Linked DNA regions of Sus scrofa: regions 2, 3 and 4 are each linked to region 1. A link is a contact called in public Hi-C and promoter capture Hi-C data. All regions are on one chromosome and are shown on one strand. Each heading gives the region's core, a stretch centred on a gene start, on an enhancer-like site or on the middle of the called end of the contact. The rest is flanking DNA. Distances are from core to core; before and after follow the strand shown.

Region 1 (3,461 bases), core at 496-2,995:
GGTGTGCATCAAAATCATAGCTTGTTAAAAAATAGATGCCCAGTCCCCTCCTTCCCCAAGATCCTGATTTGGTGGAACCCAAGCACCTGTTTTTAATGTTTCTAGTTGAATATGTATGATGCACAACAGGATTTAAAAACCACTATTGCAAACTATTTATATAACACAAAAGCAGACTCACAGGTATAAGAGAATAAGCTAGTGGATATGGGGAGGGGGTGAGTGTGTGGGGGTGGCGATATAGGGGGAGAATGCAAGGTACAAACTATTGGGTGTAAGATAGGCTCAAGGATGTATTGCACAACATGGGAAATATAGCCAATATTTTGTAATAACTGCATATGGAAAGTAACATTTAAAACTTGTATTAAAAAAAAAAAAAAGAATCACTGCTGCAGGAAATAGGACATCCTTAAGATTAAAAAAGAAAAAAAATCCTTACAGCAGCAGTGTGGAAAATGGATCCAAGGGGAGAGGTGACTAAGAGGCTAGCAAGATGGTTGTCATATTTTAAGTGAGGGCATGGGGCCAGAACCTAGGCAGCATGGAGAGCAATTTCGAAGATATTTGAGAGAAAAGCAGAGGAACCTTGGTGGCACTGATTTTAGCGGTGGGGTGGGGGTGGGGCGGTGTGGTTAATTGTGAAAGAGGCCCAGGTTTAGAGACCAGATGATTGTCATATACAAGACTATCCCAAAGCCACTCTAGCTTACTTTTCTAATTACAAAATTCTTTGTCCAAAAATCTTAGTCTCCTACTTCCAGGATCTGAACCTCCTCCTGTGGAGAGGAGGGCTGAAGTGAGTAAATGAAGGACTTTTCAAGCCATAAGCAACTCGAGACTTGTAGCTGTCTTTACTCAGGGAGAGGGACCCCTAAGTCAGCTTCCCGACATGTTGCTCCCAGGGGGCCAAACGAAGTCACAGTCCTGGGTTTTGATCTCCAGGGTAATTTGCCTAATGGCAGATCCCTTGACAAATGAGTGTAAACTTTTCCAGAGTAATCTGCGATACAAAATTAAGAAAGGCAGAGTTCCCATCCTGGCGCAACGGAAACGAATCTGATTAGGAAGTGTGAGGTTTCGGGTTCCATCCCTGGCCTCGCTCAGTGGGTTAAGGACCCGGCGTTGCTGTCAGCTGTGGTGTAGGTTGCAGACACTGCTGGATCTGGCGTTGCTGTGGCTGTGGTGTAGGCTCCGATTAGACCCATAGCCTGGGAACCTCCATATGCCTCGGGTGCGGCCCTAAAAAGCAAAAACAAACAAACCCAAAAAACAAAATTAAGCGAGGCTCAAACACATACACACAGGTAAATAAAAATAAAGACACAGAAATCAAAGCATGTTGAGATTCTTTACCTGCAATTTACATTAAGTGTCAGGGTGCCCAACTCACGGGGTAAAAGTGCAAACATCCTATTTCTTTGCGTGCTTCTACACCAGACCTGGCCCAGGCTCAGCTATCGCTGGACACAGGACGGTCGTTAAAAGATCATGGCTCCAGTACAGTCTTCGGAAGATGTATCACATATTTGGTTTGGGGCGAGAGGCCACTCATGACGGTTGGTAGAGCAATAGTCAGGTGAGATCCAGACTCTGCGATCCTTTCATGGGCTGTGTCCTCGCTGTCCTAGCATAGCGACGCCCAAAGCCTCACACCCGCCCGGGCTGGGGGCCCTGAACCGCCTCTCGGGGCTTGGCCTCAGCAGTGGGTGGCGAGTCCCATTGGTTGAGCCCGCAAATGCTTCGGACGTACACCAGGTGTGGGCGCAGCCGCCGCCCGGGCTCGGTGTCCTGGGTAGTCACTGGGCGCGCTGCGGGAACTGTTCTCAGGCGTCCAACCCAAACCTTGCCGGGAACAGGCGGCCCGCTTGGCGGCGACTCTTATCCAAAAGGGGCGTCTGTGTCCCCAAAGCCAGTTCTCAACCGCAGCCCCCTCCCGGGGAAAGCGGGAAGGATTGGAACAGCAACGGCCGCGGGGGGGGCGTGGCCCCCTGCTGGCTCCAGGAAGGGGCCGAGGTCCCCGCGGGTGAAGGCGGAAGTGGTAAGACTGACGTGTCCTGAGCTGCCCTTCCGATCGCCTGGAGGGCCCCCTGCCAAGCGACAGGCTAGGCAAGCCTCGCGGGGGCTCCAGAGCCGGGCCCGGCCTCTGGCAGTGGAAAGCTCCTTGCAGAACCCTTAAGTGAGCTGGGAGCGGTGTCTCGCGGTGTGATCGCAGCCGCTGCGATCAGGCACTGCAGCGGCCAGCCCCGTGGAGGTCAGTCGTCGGGTCCTCTCCAGGCCCCCGCTAGCGCGCCGCTCTGGGGGAGACCCCGGCAAGAGCGCAAGGGCTGCTGCGGGGCGGCAGAGGCCGCTGGCGGCGCCTCGGCCAGCCCTTCCCGCGCGGAGAGCACCCTGGGGCTGCGGCGGGAAGGTGCGAGGCCGCGTGGCGTTGCCATGGAAACGGGCTGGGGCGCGCGGGGAGGTCCGGAGCAGAAGGGCTAGCAGAGGGGGTACCCCAGGTTGAGAAGACTAGGGAGCAGAGGCAGAGCCCAGTGTTCGGTTTAGAGACGTGGTGTGGTGTGGCGGTTGGGGAGGTGGCCTCCTGAGGGAGGGTCGGAAGGGCCAAGGGGAGGAATTGGAGCCATTGGGCGTCGTTTGACCCTGGTTCCGATAACTGCAGGATTCCCCCAAACAGGTTCCGCTGCCTAAGGATGACAGTTCTAGGGCACCTTCGAAGTTGGAGCTGCCGGTGGTTGCCACTCTTGCTGCTGCTGGGCACAGGCCGTGAGCCAGGGGTGGAAGGTGTGACACACTACAAGGCCGGCGACCCCGTCATTCTGTATGTCAACAAAGTGGGACCTTATCATAACCCTCAGGAGACTTACCACTACTATCAGCTTCCAGTATGCTGTCCTGAGAAGATTCGTCACAAAAGCCTTAGCCTGGGTGAAGTGCTGGATGGGGACCGAATGGCTGAGTCTTTGTACGAGATCCGCTTTCGGGAGAATGTGGAGAAGAGAATTCTATGCCACATGCAGCTCAATTCCGCGCAGGTCAGCCTCTCCACATTGACTAGAACTTAGCCCTCCCTGCCAGGGACTAATAACGTGCCTTTACGGTTTGCAAAGCAGCTTTGTGGAAATGGGCCGAGTTGATAATAACTACAACCCCTTGTGGCAGGCAGGGGAAATGGTATATTTGCATTTGATTAACAAAGAAACATAGTAACTTTTTCAGGACTACAGGGATAGTAAATTGCAGAGCTGATGTTGGTGCCCAGGGATCCAGACTCAGAGCTTCTCTGTTGGTAGTAGGGTACCAACTATCACTCCTATGTAGTCATGTCTTCCCACTCCTACCTCTCGGCATTTCCAACTGGCTCTTTTACACTCTACCTAATTTTCCCTGGCATACTTTTTTCTTCAGCAGTTCCTATCTCAATTTTTCCTTGGTCTACTCCAGACCTTCTTATGCCTTGCCCA
Region 2 (3,461 bases), core at 348-2,847, 55 kb after region 1:
GACCTGAGGGCCTTCTATGTGAGTCTGGAGTAAGCCCCTAAGGGAGGTGGATGAGGGGGCAAAGGAAAGGCCAGGAACCTGACTGTTGCCCTCTGGCTTTCTTCCAGGCTGAGCTTTACCATATTATCAGCAGCAACCTGGAGAAAATTGTCAACCCAAAGGGTGAAGAAAAGCCATCAATGTACTGAGCCCAGGGTTGTAAGGGAAATAAATGACCTGTACTTTGTGTGGATCACCTCTGGTGTGTGTCATTTATTCAGAAAGCAAAGTGGGAGTTCCCGTCATGGCTCAGTGGTTAACGAATCCAACTAAGAACCATGAGGTTGTGAGTTCAATCGCTGGCCTCGCTCAGTGGGTTAAGGATCCGGGGTTGCCTGTGAGCTGTGGTGTAGGTTGCAGACATGGCTCAGATCCCGCATTGCAGTGGCTCTGGTGTAGGCCGACGGCTACAATGCCAATTGGACCCCTAGCCTGGGAACCTCCATGTGCCGTGGGTGCGGTCCTAAAAGAACAAAAAGACGAATAAAAAAAGAAAGCAAAGTGTCACCTCTGTCCAGCTACTAAATGTGAATGCGATGATGGGAAAGGGAGGGGTGCCAGGAAGACAGAGATGAGTTAAGAGGTCCATCCTGTTCTTAAGAAGTTATCCTAAATAACAGTTACATGGCCTGACAGCCATGAAGATAATCTGTATTTGGGGATTTCACAAGATTTTTTCCATGTGGAAGGTCTCATGAGTTCTTCCTGAAAGAGGCGGCATTTGGGCAGAACCTTATAGGAATAATCAGACTTTGGACAGATAGAGGGAAAGCTCTGCGGCTGAGATCAGGGAATGAAGAAAGAAACCACCCTTGCCATCAGCTCAGAGCAAGCCTGAAGAGAGAATGAGGCTTCCCCGGGGAAAATTATGCTTGGGTTCCTTCTCAAGAGCTGGGAGGGGAAAAAAACGCTCCCAAAACATTTTGGCTTAAGGAAATTATACCACAGGACATTATCGGAAGGATGGGTCTATAAAAATCTTTTTGACCTTTACCCCCGCTTGCAGTCAAAGCCGTTTTTATTTCTGTAGATATTACACTGAGGAAACCAACGGCCCGATAACCTGTGATTGCAAAAGTAACATGGCTCATTAGTTAGTGGCAGAGCCGCCCTAGAGCACAAACCCATTCATTCTATAGTAGGAGTCAGGCGTCCCCTGTGTACTCACATTGGTTCGAAGTTCCACGGTTCCAAAGACACCCGACGCGGGACGCGGGCTCCACCCAGCTGGGCCTGTAGGGGCGGGCGGCAGAGATAACAGACGCAGTCATCCTGCAATCCGGAGCCGAAGTGGGGTAGCCTAGCCAATCAGCTTGAGGGAAGCTCTCTACCGTTGTGGGTTCTTTTTCAGCCGCCGGAGACAAAGGCGGGGCAAGATTGGATGCGGTTGGTGATTGGGCAAAACGAGACACTCTAAACCTATCAAAGATCATTACGTGGGCGGGACTCCAGAAGCTGGTCAGGCTTGGAGGCGCAGGTTCCGTGTCCCCGAGGCAAGCTCTTCTCTGTGGCCGCCACTTGGGGGCGGGGGGAGGCGGAGCTCGGTGCTGCAGCATGCAATCCAGGCCGCCCGCCTTCCGGGCCAGGTGGGGGCCGGTCGCCAGGCTGAGATCGGCGGGAGCCGGTGGGCTGTCTTTGAGCTGGGTCAGCGCCACTGTCGAACCTAAGTGAGGAGGCACGGGGAAGGGCCCAAGAGGGCCCTCGGGCGTTGGAGGGGGCTTCGCGGACGAGAGCTGGGGGCCCCGCTCGCCATGGGGGAGGTGGAGATCTCCGCCCGGGCCTACGTGAAGATGTGTCTGCACGCCGCCCGCTACCCGCATGCCGCTGTCAACGGGCTATTGCTGGCGCCCGCGCCGCGGTCGGGAGAATGCCTGTGCCTCACCGACTGTGTCCCCCTGTTCCACAGCCACCTGGCCTTGTCTGTCATGCTGGAGGTCGCCCTCAACCAGGTGCCGCCGCTGGACGCCCACCTACCACCCTAACCAGCCCCTAACAGCCCTAAGCCCATCCCTGGCCTCTTGGCAATAGTGCGCACCCACGGGGCGGGCGGTACGATTTAGTTACTGATGGTCCCTTTCCCATGGCAGGTGGATGTGTGGGGCGCGCAGGCCGGGCTGGTAGTGGCAGGGTACTACCATGCCAATGCAGCTTTGGACGACCAGAGGTGAGTGCCAGAGGCAGAAGGCTAAGGGTTATGGGGTGGGGGAGTCAAGAGAACCCTTCTTAGTCATTCTCTCCATTTTTCCTTCATCAAAAGCTTAGGAGTAGGCACTGTACATCAGGCACTAGGCTGGTACTGCAGTGAGGAAATGTAAGGAAACATGTTTCCCTGGGGGTGGGGAGGACAACTACGTTTCAGTAAGAACAGGCTGACACCTGCTTTAACTGAGATGCACCCCCCCCACAAGTGCTGAAAAAACACAAAGGAAACCCAAGCAGCAACTTTTTAAAAAAGAAAGTTTTTTTATATATACAGTTGATCATTGAACAAGATGGGTTTGAGCTGCCTGCGGACCTTAATAGGTGAAACAGTTGGTTGAATACCCATGCAGAATCTGTAATGGAGGGACCACTATAAAGTTACCTGCAGATTTTCAACTGCAGGAGGGTCTCTGCTCCTAACCCCTTCGTTGTTCACCAGTCAGCTGTATGTAGAAAAAGTTATCTACTTACATAGTACTCATGTATCTGGATCAACTGATACTGTTTTGTAATTTGCTTTTTCCTCCTTAATAAATATCTGACACCTTTCCATCATTACACTATTATCTACCTTACCGTAACAGCTATACAGCATCAGTATGGATGTACCATAACTTTTTTTTTTTTTTTTTTTTGTCTTTTTGTGTTTTTCTTGAGCCGCTCCCTCGGCATATGGAGGTTCCCAGGCTAGGGGTCGAATTGGAGCTGTAGTCACCAGTCTACACACCAGAACAACAGCAACGCGAGATCCGAGCCGCATCTGCAACCTACACCACAGCTCACGGCAACGCCAGATCCTTTTACCCACTGAGCAAGGGCAGGAATCGAACCCACAGCCTCATGGCTCCTAGTCGGATTCGTTAACCACTGCGCCACGACGGGAACTCCGATGTACCATAATTTATTTAATGCCTTACATTAAACATTGAGGTTGTTTCCAGTTTTTCGTTATTATAGACACTGTCCTATTATTACAGTAAATTCTTTAATAAGTAGAATTTCTGGGTCAGCATATATATAGTATACAGTATAAATTTGGTTGGTTATACCAACTTACTCTCCAGAAAAGACTATCTTAGATTTCCACTCTCACCAGCAGTATCCGAGCACCTATTTTCCACAGCACTCAAGCTTTGGGCAGTTAAGCGTGAAGCATCAAGTAAGCCTGATACCCCCCAGGCCAGCTACAGGGAAACGCCATTGCTGCAACCACATCTATG
Region 3 (3,461 bases), core at 364-2,863, 47 kb before region 1:
GCCCATTTTTCCATTGGGTTGTTGGCTTTTTTGCTGTTGAGTTGTATAAGTTGTGTGGAGTGCAGTAAATTTAAAGTGCTGAAGGAAAAAAGCCCACCAACCTAGACTTCTGTATATATCAAAATTATGTCTCAAAAGTGAAATATAACTAGAATTTCATACATGTCTGATCTGGGTACTTCGGGACCTCCAACTAGATGCCCCCTGGGCAGCTGAATATGTGGGGCACCTCAGAAGACTGATCTTAAGTGGAGACGGTGGGGAGCCATTATATCTAGGAAAGGAGATGCCCCAAAGAAAGGGTAATTTCACTAAACCCCTGTAAGGCAGTCAGAGAAGGTAATTAATTCAATCAACAGAAAATGTACATTGTGTGCAGAGGTTCTGTTCCTGGCAATGGAAATGAGAGGCACCAGAAACTGTGACAAGGAGAAAGACAAGTAAAACAGTCATTTACATTAGGGGACTGACTGTAGCAAGTGCGCGGAAGCAATTTGAAAAAGAAAATCTATTTTTATTATTTACTTTAGCACTTCATGATTAAAAAAGAAAAGATAGCAAACATAGAAAACATAGAATATTACCTAGTCTCACCATCTAGAGAAAAACAGGGTAACAATCTGATGTATCTTTTTTTTTTTTTTTGTCTTTTGTCTTTTTTTTTGTTGTTGTTGTTGCTATTTCTTGGGCCGCTCCCGGGGCATATGGAGGTTCCCAGGCTAGGGGTCGAATCGGAGCTGTAGCCACCGGCCTACGCCAGAGCCACAGCAACGCGGGATCCGAGCCGCGTCTGCGATCTACACCACAGCTCACGGCAACGCCGGATCGTCAACCCACTGAGCAAGGGCAGGGACCGAACCCACAACCTCATGGTTCCTAGTCGGATTCGTTAACCACTGCGCCACGACGGGAACTCCTGATGTATCTTTTTAAACTTTGTTTTCGGGTTTGTTTTTGTTTGTTTGGTTGGATTTCCTTTGCTTTTTTAGGGCCACACCCGTGGCATATGGAAGTTCTCAGGCTAGGGGTCGAATGGGAGCTACCGCTGCTGGCCTCCACCACACCCACAGCAACGCTAGATCTGAGGCGCGTCTGCAACCTACAGCAAAGCTCAAGGCAACTGACCCTCAACCCACTAAGCAGGGTCAAGGATCGAACCTGCATCCTCAAGCATACTAGTCAGGTCCGTAACCCGCTGAACCACACCAGGAACTCCCTGTATTTTATTTTTTAAAGGCGGGCGCCCTCTTCTGTTCTGTGAAAGGAAGAACAGTTGAATTCTTAATGGCAGCGGCGCGCCGCCGGGAAAGGCTTTGCAGGCGCTGGTTTGGGTGCCGGGATTTAAGGAATCGTATTTGAGAGGTGAAGACAATGGAGAAAGGAAGTGGCATAGACCTCCTTCAAAGACCAAAAAGCTAGACCTCAAAGAAAGACGTGACTTCTCTATATGCTCCGCAAAAAAACACCGAGGCCAGGGGCGGGACCCAAAACTGCACTCGCCACCACCCACCGGCCGTCAGCAGAGCAGGTCACAGTGGGCGGGAGCCGGCAGCGGCGCAGCCGGATCTGCGGGGGCGTGGCCTTATGACGCGACGTCACGTCTCCTCTGCCTGAAGGCCCATTGGTTCTCCACTGCCACCCTTTTCCGGGGTAGGGAAACTGGTGGCAGAGCCGAAGCGAGGTAGCCGTCCGGTTAGAGACTGCGGCGGCGTCTAAGACACAGCAACCTGGTGCCAGTGTAGCTGGCCAGCTTCTCCATTCGGGCTGCATCCAGAGTTGGGGAAAAAAACCCTAGAATTCTAGTGACCCACGGGAGGGTGTGGACTCAGATCGCGAACTATGCGGCGCAGACCAAAATAGCGGAGTCGGAGGGCCACCGGAAGCCCCACCCCTAGGAGGAGTCGCGAAGCCTCGCCTTGGAGGTAGGAACCAAAAGGGACGGCCCCTGGGGTGGAGCCCGCCGGCCATGGCCGCGCCCCCGGAGGCTGGTCCCGCAGCCCTGCGCTTCGCAGCCGCAGCCAGCTGGCAAGTTGTGCGCGGACGGCGCGTGGAGCATTTTCCGCGAGTATTGGAGTTTCTGCGATCCCTGCGCGCTGCTGCCCCTGGCTTGGTTCGCTACCGGCACCATGAACGCCTGTGTATGGGCCTAAAGGCCAAGGTATTGGAGTCAGTAGGACCTGGTTGAGGGGAAAGGGGAGGGATACGAGGTCCTCTGCTGGACCGACCGCTCTGGAGTGGGACTGGTTGGAAAAGGGTAGCTTGCCCCGACGTGGGGATTCTGAGCTCAGTATTCTTCACAGCTGGTGGTGGAGCTGATCCTGCAGGGCCGGCCTTGGGCCCAGGTTCTGAATGCCCTGAATCACCACTTCCCAGAGTCTGGACCTGTGGTGCGGGACCCCAAAGCCGTGAGTCGTCCCTGGAAGAAGCCCTACCCCCAGTTAACACTTAGGGCAGCACAGTTGCTCCTCCTTCCTGTCACTGGTCCTGATGTCCCTAACTTGTTTGCTTTCCTTACTCCCAACAGACAAAGCAGGATCTGAGGAAAATCTCAGAGGCCCAGGAAACCTTTTGCCAGCAGGTGAAGCAACTAGCAAAGGATTCTGTTGATTTGGCTTCGAACCTACAGGTGGGACTGGCAGCTTTGGAAGCTATGGTGTAGCTTTTTCTTTAGTCCTTTTCTGACCTGCTTCTTTCCTTCCTGCAGGGACTTGAGCAAGAGTATGGGGAAACTTTCCTGGCTGCCATGGAAAAGCTGTTTTTTGAATACTTGTGTCAGCTGGAAAAAGCACTGCCTACACTGCAGGCACAGCAGGTTTCTGGGAACAAAACACATTAAGGGTAGAATGTGGGTGGTTGTGTCAAGGACTGTGGTCTTTATGCCTCTCTTCTCCTTGCCCACAGCTTCAGGATGTGCTGAATTGGATGCAGCCTGGAGCTTCTGTCACTTCTTTTGTCCTGAGCCAGTATGTTGTGGACATGGGGTGGCCACCTCCAGGTACCAGGACCATCTCTGAAAACTAAGAATTTGGGGGTGGAATGTCTAGCCTGAGACTTTTTTTTTTTTTTTTTTGTCTTTTTTGCCTTTTCTAGGGCTGCTTCCGCGGCATATGGAGATTCCCAGGCTAGGGTCTAATCAGAAATATAGCCACCAGCCTACGCCAGAGCCACAGCAACACGGGATCCGAGCCGCACCTGCAACCTACAGCACAGGTCAAGGCTACGCTCATCCCATTGAGCGAGGCCAGGGATCGAACCTGCAATCTCATGGTTCCTAGTCGGATTCCTTAACCACTGAGCCAGGAGGGGAACTCCAGTAGGTTGCCTTTTTAAGCAGCTCTGCTTGCTTTTTCAGAGTGCTCTGCTACTGACTCAGCGACCACCTCAGAGCCCATGGGGCAGAGTCCTCCTCAGCAGCCAAGACCAGCACTCGACAACCCTCTGCCAAAAGCCCAGCCTGGCCC
Region 4 (3,461 bases), core at 450-2,949, 36 kb after region 1:
GTTGAGGGCACAGCGCAGACGAGTCTTCCAGATGGCAGGGCCTTCGGAGTCCCCTTCCTTGTACTTTCCCTTAAATATCGCCCAGGCCTAGGAAACAGCAGAAGTAAAGAGAAGGCAGCCTGTTACAGACCCCTGCTGACCCTCTACCAGGCTGGCTTCATGGATGGACGTGTGGCCTGAGAGCGCGCGCACACAACGGCCCGTACTAGGCTTATGCTCCGTTGTTGCTGTCTTGAGACGCTGGCTGAGTTTTGCATTTTCATTTTGCACTGGCCTCTGATAATTACGTAGCCGATCCTACGCTTCATCTCCCCTTTATCTGAAACCCAGGCGGACACAACGCCTCGAGGGGGAGAGCGCCAGTGTATATACTCCGTCCCTCCCTCTGAGGGGCCGGTTTCCAGGCCCTTCACCTTGAAGAAGGCTGCATCCTGATCCTCCCGGAAATCCTGCTTGCCCGCATGCTTCCAGGGAATCCGGAACATGGTCTTGGCGTCGTCGTCCCAGCACACTCCTGGGAACTGCCCGCTCTCCACTTGCTCCACCACCCAGTTCCGGAGCTTTCGGGTGCAGCGAGCCCTGCCTGAAGCCATCCTGGGGATAAGATCAGTGGGAAGCTGTCACTGGACATTTTGGGAAGAGTGAGATCCTCGCCAGAGGGACTGGATTCTGGCAAAGGGCTGCCAGAGACCCCCTCTGTCTTTTGTCTCTGGACATATCTCAGAATTCTGAGGCTGAATTGTTTTGTTTCTGTCATCACTAGCAATCACCGGAAATACTTTAACATCCCAAGATGTAGCATCTGGAGTTCCTGTTGTGGCGCAGTGGTTAACAAATCCGACTAGGAACCATGAGGTTGCAGGTTCGATCCCTGGCCTTGCTCAGTGAGTTAAGGATCCAGCGTTGCCGTGAGCTGTGGTGTAGGTCGCAGACGCAGCTCGGATCCCACGCTGCTGTGGCTCTGGCTGTGGCCGGTGGATACAGCTCTGATTAGACCCCTAGCCTGGGAACCTCCATGAGCCTCGGAAACGGCCTTAGAAAAGGCAAAAAGACAAACAAACAGGCAAACTACCAAGATGTAGCATCTGGAAGGCAACAGGAATTGGTCTTAAGACTTTTTAGGAATCTATTGTTTGGAAGGAAAATGCCCTGGTGTCCTGCTCCCAGTGAGAGAGCTTGACACCCCCAAGCATTTGCAGATACAGCAGCTGCTTGAGATGCCTCATCAACCCTCTTCACCCACCATCCCCACAACTTATCCTTTGATGCCCCCTAACCCTCCCCCCTGCTTGTCCCAGGGGTAGGTGGGGCAGAGAGAGGGGGCAGAGCTGGGGCGGAAGTGGGCAGGGCCAGAAGGCAGCAAAACAATCGGGGATGGGGCAATGCCTTCTTCCCTCAAGAACCCGGTAGTAGGTCCTCCTGTCCTTTGCCAACAGATAAGGTGTGGGACACCGGCCCCTGACCAGTCTTTCACTCAAGCCAAACTTCCAGCTCCCTGGTTCACAAGCCTTCTGGTATTCCTCTGTCTAGCAGGGGGGTCCCTAGGAGCCCCCACCCACCACCTCCCGCAGGGCTTCCCCGACCTTGACCCAGGCTGACAGCCGTTTTTGGTTAATCTTACCTGAGCTGCTGTGCAGGCTGTCCCAGGGCTCAGCCGACCACAGCTCAGCTCCCGGCTAGGCAGCTTCTGGATTTCTCCGCCCCTTTCTACAGTCCCCACCCTAAGTTTCAGTTCTCCTTCAGGGAGGTCCGTTTCCCCGAAATCACGTGGTCTCCGAGTTGCAGGGCAACTGGTTGCCACTAGGGGGAAGCAGCAGCTGAGATGCTTATGGTTGGCCCGCTGGGCCTCATTCCCTTTCCTCCCTCAGGACACTTCTTGCTCGGATCCCACCATCTCTGTGACACAGCTGCTTCCCCAGGGAGGCTGCAGTATCCTGGAGTCTGGCCTGGGGCCGCTGGTTAGCTCTGTACTACTTGGGCATCTGCCTTCCCCTACAGTGCCTGCTTGCTACCTACTAGGTGAGCCCACACATCAGCTGGATTTGGTGAAAGCAAGGAGGCAGGGAAAGAGAAGCTCAGGCCAGGGGGCTGGATGCGGAGGGCCTCCCCTGGCCAGCCGCGAGGCCAGTTCCTTCTTGGCCTGAGTCCAGAGTGGGCTGGTCAGCGGGCTGAGGGAGCCCTTTTGGCAAAGCTCTGTTCACCACCCCCCCTTCCCTGGTGCCCCCAGATGGTGGGGTCAGGAAGAAGGACCACCAAGAAGCCTGGGCAAGGAAATGCCTCTTTATTAGTGCTGGAGCTGCTCCTGAGGAAGTCGGACCAAGGGACCCTCGCCCTCAGCTACTTCCTCCTGCGGGGGATACTCTGTCCCAAGGGCACCTCTTCTATCAGCTTCTGCAGAAGGAGAGAGAAGATGATGAAACGAAGCACAGGGCTCAGACACAGGCAGGACAGGGGATTTCTAGGGAGTGGGCTCAGGGGCCAGGCCGGGGGAAGGCTTTACCTGCAATAAGCGTGCGTGATAGGTTGGGGGATCCTCCCCAGGCAGCGGCTGGGGGTGCATGTGCAGGTAGCGCTCGGCAGCTGTCTCCAGCTCCTCCACCTCATACAGGGTGGCTGGGTCCAGAGAGTGGGCATTGATGAGGCTCACAAGATATTCTTTGTAGTGTGCCCTGGGGAGATGATAGAGCGAAATATTTGTTCTTCTGTTTGGCTGATCCTCGGATGAACAAGACCGACACCCCTCACCCGTGGCTCGGTAGGCGCTTGCCAACCTGCGCCCACTGCCTGCTACTACCTCTCTTTGCCTCTTGCCTGGAAGGGCCCCATCTCCCACTCCTTGCAGGACCTACTGATCCCAGAGACCCAGTCCCTCTGTCTCCCCCCCACTGCCATGCTTCATGCCCTGCCTGCCACTCACTGGCAGAGGCCAGCATAGCCAGCAGGAGTCTCCTTGCCACAGGCTTCGTCCCGGAAGCCATTGGGCACCTCCTTCTGCTCCATCACTCGGCAGCCACCTAGGGGTAAGGGAAGGAAGGGACTCTGTCAGGGGGAGGAAGGCCATGGACCACAAAGCCCCAAGAGAGCTGGGATATGACAGAGGCATGGGAGGCAGCCTCCAGGGAGGGAACACAGAGATGCCATCATGCAGACCACCTTTTTTTTTTTTTTTTTTTTTTTTTTTTTATGCTTTTTAGGGCTGCATCTGCTGCATATGGAGGTTCCCAGGCTAGGAGTCAAATCAGAGCTGCAGCTGCTGGCCTATGCCACAGCCACAGCCACTTGGGATCTGAGCCACATCTGTGATCTACACCACAGCTCAGGACAATGCCGGATCCTTAGCCCACTGAGCAGGGCCAGGGATTGAACCCGAATCCTCATGGATCCTAGTTAGGTTCATTAACCGCTGAGCCACAAAGGGAAGTCCCAAACCACTTCTGATGTAGAGGCAGGGACCCTGCTGT

The links. Promoter capture Hi-C pulls out the DNA fragments that hold promoters and counts their contacts. A called contact is a pair of places that touch in the nucleus more often than the background predicts.
Region 2: a contact with region 1 is called in a Hi-C map of liver, with 2.7 times the contacts expected there. The contact joins the promoter of EMC9 here to the promoter of TM9SF1 in region 1. A contact is called at or near these places in 2 of 5 promoter capture datasets (both in liver), 14 of 47 Hi-C or Micro-C datasets (alveolar macrophages, blood, embryonic fibroblasts and 8 more) and 2 of 2 datasets of contacts at active chromatin or transcription factors (alveolar macrophages and skeletal muscle).
Region 3: a contact with region 1 is called in a Hi-C map of skeletal muscle, with 3 times the contacts expected there. The contact joins the promoter of TINF2 here to the promoter of TM9SF1 in region 1. A contact is called at or near these places in 3 of 47 Hi-C or Micro-C datasets (heart right ventricle, liver and skeletal muscle).
Region 4: a promoter capture Hi-C map of liver shows a contact between it and region 1, with 5 times the contacts expected there. The contact joins the promoter of IRF9 here to the promoter of TM9SF1 in region 1. A contact is called at or near these places in 2 of 5 promoter capture datasets (both in liver), 14 of 47 Hi-C or Micro-C datasets (alveolar macrophages, blood, embryonic fibroblasts and 8 more) and 2 of 2 datasets of contacts at active chromatin or transcription factors (alveolar macrophages and skeletal muscle).

Annotation. Positions count from the first base shown.
Region 1 is chr7:75,102,226-75,105,686 of Sscrofa11.1, forward strand. TM9SF1 (transmembrane 9 superfamily member 1) reads left to right here and starts at 1,746. Exons shown (of 6, transcript XM_013978190.2): 1 at 1,746-2,041; 2 at 2,675-3,032. The coding sequence starts at 2,691. It also overlaps a transcript of TSSK4 not described here.
Region 2 is chr7:75,157,637-75,161,097 of Sscrofa11.1, forward strand. EMC9 (ER membrane protein complex subunit 9) reads left to right here and starts at 1,598. Exons shown (of 5, transcript XR_002345919.1): 1 at 1,598-1,706; 2 at 2,127-2,203. PSME2 (proteasome activator subunit 2) reads left to right here. Exons shown (of 11, transcript NM_214279.1): 10 at 1-18; 11 at 108-230. The coding sequence ends at 188.
Region 3 is chr7:75,055,178-75,058,638 of Sscrofa11.1, forward strand. It overlaps TINF2 (TERF1-interacting nuclear factor 2), which reads left to right and starts at 1,614. Exons shown (of 8, transcript XR_002345917.1): 1 at 1,614-2,158; 2 at 2,301-2,405; 3 at 2,525-2,626; 4 at 2,705-3,461.
Region 4 is chr7:75,137,942-75,141,402 of Sscrofa11.1, forward strand. IRF9 (interferon regulatory factor 9) reads right to left here and starts at 1,700. Exons shown (of 9, transcript NM_001078670.1): 1 at 1,622-1,700; 2 at 414-594; 3 at 1-87. The coding sequence starts at 593.